Linked DNA regions of Zea mays: region 2 is linked to region 1. Evidence: chromatin contacts called from public Hi-C data. All regions are on one chromosome and are shown on one strand. The core of a region is the stretch at or near the end of the contact, and the rest is flanking DNA. Distances in the headings are between cores, read along the strand shown. Region 1 holds the start of LOC103649724 (receptor-like protein 11). Region 2 holds the start of LOC100193917.

Evidence for each region. Hi-C and Micro-C count contacts between places; a contact is called where the count stands out from the background.
Region 2: a Hi-C map of tassel shows a contact between it and region 1, with 4 times the contacts expected there. The contact joins the promoter of LOC100193917 here to the promoter of LOC103649724 in region 1. A contact is called at or near these places in 2 of 25 Hi-C or Micro-C datasets (ear and tassel).

What each region holds. Positions count from the first base shown.
Region 1 is chr3:14,637,199-14,639,898 of Zm-B73-REFERENCE-NAM-5.0, forward strand. It overlaps LOC103649724 (receptor-like protein 11), which reads left to right and starts at 1,429. Exons shown (of 1, transcript XM_008675459.3): 1 at 1,429-2,700. The coding sequence starts at 1,511.
Region 2 is chr3:14,781,092-14,783,791 of Zm-B73-REFERENCE-NAM-5.0, forward strand. LOC100193917 reads left to right here and starts at 1,402. Exons shown (of 39, transcript NM_001349879.1): 1 at 1,402-1,711; 2 at 2,145-2,358; 3 at 2,443-2,538; 4 at 2,622-2,700. The coding sequence starts at 1,555. It also overlaps the pseudogene LOC103649725.

The DNA of each region.
Region 1 (2,700 bases), core at 179-2,678:
GAGGCGGAAGTCGTTCGGCCGAGGCCAGGGCGGAGTCCGAGCCCTGGGGTCGGGCGAGGCGGAGTTTCGTCGTCTTCCGGGTGTTAGCCCGAGTCCGAGCCCTGGGGTCGGGCGGAGCGGAGTTCGCCGTCTTCCGGGTCTTAGCCCGAGTCCGAGCCCTGGGGTCGGGCGGAGCGGAGTTCGCCGTCTTCCGGGTCTTAGCCCGAGTCCGAGCCCTGGGGTCGGGCGGAGCGGAGTTCGCCGTCTTCCGGGTCTTAGCCCGAGTCCGAGCCCTGGGGTCGGGCGGAGCGGAGTTCGCCGTCTTCCGGGTCTTAGCCCGAGTCCGAGCCCTTGGGTCGGGCGGAACGGAGTTCGCCGTCTTCCGGGTCTTAGCCCGAGTCCGAGCCCTGGGGTCGGGCGGAGCGGAGTTCGCCGTGGCGCTTTTGGCAAGGCCTGACTGCCTGTCAGACTCACTCTGTCGAGTGGCACCGCAGTCGGAGTGGCGCAGGCGGCGCTGTCCTTCTGTCAGACTGGCCAGTGGAGCGGTGGAGTGACGGCGGTCACTTCGGCTCTGCCGGGGGCGCGTGTCAGGATAAAGGTGTCAGGCCGCCTTTGCGTTAAATGCTCCTGCAATTTGGTCAGTCGGTGTGGCGATTTAGTCAAGGTCGCTTCTGAGCGAAGCCAAGGCCTTGGGCGAGCCGGTGATGTGTCCGCCGTAAAAAGGGGGGCCTCGGGCGAGACGGAGGTCTCTCGAGGTCGGCTGCCCTTGGCCGAGGCTAGGCTCGGGTGAAGCGTGATCGAGTCACTCGCGTGGACTGATCCCTGACTTAATCGTACCCATCAGGCCTTTGCAGCTTTATGCTGATGGGGGTTACCAGCTGAGAATTAGGCGTCTTGAGGGTACCCCTAATTATGGTCTCCGACACTATGAGTGGCAAAATTTTAGTTGTTACATCAAACACACTTGACTCATCCCTATCCTGTAGCTAGCAGCGAGAAGAATTTGTTTTCCCCTCTAATTAGGAGTTGATGAAGCTAATATTTTGTCCACTAGTTTTTTTTAAATAAATTATCCAGTAGCTACCGTGTTGTGTTTCTTCTCTTTGGTCTTTTCTGCATTCTTGGATAGCACGTAGCTTATGTCAGCACCTAACGTTAATATACATAAGATCCGTAGTGCTTATTTATTTGTACAAATAAATAGCACGTAGAGTATAACTTTATTAGTGCTTACTAATTTGTAAGACGTAATAAGTTATCTGTAGGATCCATAGTGTAGTAAAGTGGTGTTTATGCTCAAAGCCCCTTTTCTATACGAGAAAGAAAAGACTAAAAAATTAAGAAATAAACTATGCGTTCAGATGAACTTGTTTTGTGCTTGCGTGTGCGTGTGCGTGTGCCATGGTTTATACTTATATACAAGAATGCAGTCAAATAATCAGAGAGAAGAAACACTAGCACGATATTGCGCGTGCCACCCCTCGAGGCGTGGGCAACAAGAGGAACGAGTCTGGACTCTGGAGCTCTCAATATGGTCTCCCGTACCAGCAACCAGCAGCTCCTGCTGAGCCTGTTCGTTGTCCTTGGAATCCACCAACTCTCCTGCTCCCTCGCCACCAGCAGCAACCAAACTACCAAGCCACCGGCAGCCGCTCCGTGCCGGCCGGACCAGTCCTCGGCGCTGCTCCGGCTCCGGCGTTCCATCTCCACCACCACCGACTCCACGTGCACCCTCGCGTCGTGGCGGAACGGCACGGACTGCTGCCGCTGGGAGGGCGTCGCCTGCGCCGCCGCCGCCGACGGCCGCGTCACCACCCTCGACCTCGGCGAATGCGGGCTGCAGAGCGACGGCCTCCACCCGGCGCTTTTCGACCTCACCTCCCTGAGGTACCTGGACTTGTCCACGAACACCTTCAACGAGTCAGAGCTCCCGGCCGCCGGGTTCGAGCGGCTTACCGAGCTCACCCACCTCAACCTCTCCTACACCGACTTCGTAGGCAAGATACCGCACGGGATGCGGCGGCTCAGCAAGCTGGTGTCTCTGGACTTCACCAACTGGATCTACCTCGTTGAGGGCGACAACGACTACTTCCTGCCGCTCGGGGATGGGAGGTGGCCTATCGTAGAGCCAGACATCGGAGCGCTCGTCGCCAACCTCAGCAACCTCAAGGAGCTTCACCTCGGCAACGTCGACTTGTCTGGCAACGGGGCAGCGTGGTGCAGTGCCTTCGCTAACTCCACTCCCCAGCTCCAGGTTCTCAGCCTACAGAACACCCACATCGACGCTCCGATTTGTGAGTCGCTGTCAGCCATTCGCTCGCTGACCAAGATCAACCTGAACTACAACAAAGTGTACGGCCGGATTCCAGAGTCCTTCGCTGACATGCCTTCCCTCAGTGTTCTTCGTCTTGCCTATAATCGCCTCGAAGGACGGTTCCCCATGAGGATCTTCCAGAACAGAAACTTGACGGTTGTTGATGTCAGTTATAATTCTAAAGTATCCGGTCTACTGCCCAACTTCTCATCTGCCAGTATTATGACGGAACTGCTTTGTAGCAACACTAACTTCTCTGGTCCCATTCCTAGTTCAATAAGTAATCTCAAAGCCCTCAAGAAATTAGGTATTGCAGCAGCTGACGACCTACACCAGGAGCACCTCCCCACTTCGATCGGTGAGCTCAGATCGTTGACATCATTACAGGTTTCTGGGGCTGGTGTGGT
Region 2 (2,700 bases), core at 152-2,651, 140 kb after region 1:
GAAAAATCCATTACAAGTTCAGCAAGAAGCTGTCTCCCGTTGGCGGAGAAGTGACAGGAACCCAGCAGAAATCTCTTATGCCTAATAAGAAAGGATGGGTTATCGAAGAGGTGATGGAGCTCCAAGGAGTCCTTCTTGGCGACTTCTTTACGGTTTGTATACGTAACTGAATCTTCTTCCTCTCTGGCGTTCTGGGTTGAATTTGCATGCTCTTCTGCTTGTCAGAAGTCCCCGTTTTCTTTAACGAAAATTTTGAAGTCTGTTAGATGGAGTATTTCCAGCTTCTAAATTACTCGATGTAACGATCTTGAAACATATAAAACATTCCTTTTATCAGAAACAAAATGCTTGTCATTTGGTCAATTAGTTAGTGTTATGATATTCCGTGCTGTAACGTGGTCAGGGGGTAGCTGTGTCTATGTGGCGGCAAAAAAAACTGCAGGAGGTCCATTCTAATCACCACACGAAAGATCAAGCCTGCTGCGCCGATTTTCTTCATACCAGCAGAAGAAGAGAAACACGACACATCTGGATTCTGACCTGCGCTCCTATCTTGTTTTTTTTCCAGCTCCACATCAAGTACCAGGTCGAGGACCTCGCTCCCAAGCAAAGAGCAAGCAATGTGCAGGTCTCCTTGGGAATCGAGTGGTCGAAGACCAGCAGGCACCAGAAGCGGATCGAGAAGAACGTCCTTTCCAGTTCATCCGCGCGCCTAAAGGAGATGTTCAACCTTGCGTTGAGGGAGCTCTCGCATGCCAGATAGGAGGCGGAGCGTAATGGCCTTTCGACGTCTTACCCACCGTCCCTGTGCATAACAACAACAGGACCGATCTTGAGTGAACATTTAACACCCACTAACTGTACATGGAAAGCTTGGCTCAAGACTGATAGACAGCAACACCAAGAAGAAGAGGAGGAGGTACTGTAGGATAGCTCGATAGACAACGATATAGTTGTATGTTCTGCTTGCAAGTTCTCTCTGTCGACTGTATATGCTAAAAATATTAAAATTGAATAGCTAGAAATGCAAGTGTTCTCTTTAGGCCATACCATTTACATAGTTATTATCTTCTGCCTTTAACCACTGTAGGGTGCCCGAAGGGGCGCCTAATGTTCTAGTTTTTTTAAAACAATCACGTGAGCCACACAACATGCATCGAACAAGGCAAAGAGTAGTGGTGTGTGTCTATCCGCTGACTGTTTATGCAGCGAACAGTGGGCCGTGGCCGATTCGTGACACACGTGAACAACAAACGTCGAAATCACATGCAGGAGGATACACGTACTGGAGATATTGGGCTACATTGCGTCATGCGAAAATCCGTTTAAGGGCCTATCAAAACCTGGACCGGGCCGCGCTTTAGGTGGGCTCTAAGTACGCCTCTGCCTTTTCAGGCTATCACCGCCACACAGCTGATCCTCTCCCGAGTCCCGACCCGTCATCGCCGCCGCCATTGTCCCGCCGCGCAGGGTTTAGGGTTCAGTAGCGGCGGCACCAGTTTTTCTCCTCATCAAGGGAGTCGCGGCCACCGCCAACGAGACAAGCTGTCGGCGATGTCGTCTATCGCATCGCAGCTGAAGGCCATCAAGTCGGCGCTCGGCGCTGCGCCGGAGCCGGCTCGGCGGCCCGTCACCCGGCCGTCTGTGCTCTTCGACGCCAAAGAGGCCGCCGACATCGACCTCCGGGCCATCCTGCCCATTGCCCTCTCTGGTTCGTACCACTAACTACCGACCTGATCGGTTCGAGCATGCTGATGCTTTATTAGTTGCGCTCTTCTAGAGTAGCCACTAGCCAGCATTTCATGAAGGACAACTTGGTTGTATTTTCCGCTAAACCGAGCGTTCTAGAATTTTGTTTGGTTCGTTTGATTCTTATTTTAGCTCCCATTTAATATAATATCTAAATCAGCTTTCTCGGAATTCCCTCTGGATTTTGCTGCTATTTGCAGGTTGATCCCATCCGTCTACATAGTACACCTAGTTGTTTATGCTTGTGCAATTATGCATGCGATTTTATGAAACTTCACTAATAGCTCAAATTGAATGAAGTTTTTAAAAACAAAACCAATTTAGTTTTGCATATGAGGTATTTCATTCGAAGAGCTTCTCTTCCTCTACGGTACCTGAATCAAATTGCTTTTCAGGGTTGGAGCACCTTACCAGCGTAGACGAGAGATTTGCAAAATACAGCAACACTCTGTTCAGGGAGACTAGCCTTGAGGTGAACCGCGAACAGTTGACTCCCAAGGAGAACGACAAACTCAACAAGTCTATCTCCACCTACCTTCGCCTTCTAGCTGGCTATTTGCATCTTCCCTCTGCCCTCAAGACCCTTGAATACCTTATCCGCAGATACCTGTATGAATTTAGCTCAGCTAATTTTGCCGATGGCCCTACGAGCTCTAGCTTATTCTCTTGTTTCTGGTGGGAACCTTCATGTAGGGTGCATGTATACAATTCGGATGAGTTGCTGCTGAGCGCACTGCCATACCATGATACACATGCGTTTGTTCGGATCGTGCAGTTGGTCAACTTAGGGTGAGTGTGGCTCTGGTCTGGATAGATACTTATTTTCTCCATTTGTCTTCAATATCAACTTGTGCTGGTTGATGTGCTTTCAGGAATAGTAACTGGGCATTTCTTGGCGGTGTCAAGTCCTCAGGTGCACCGCCACCCAGGAGTGTTCTAGTGCAACAGTGC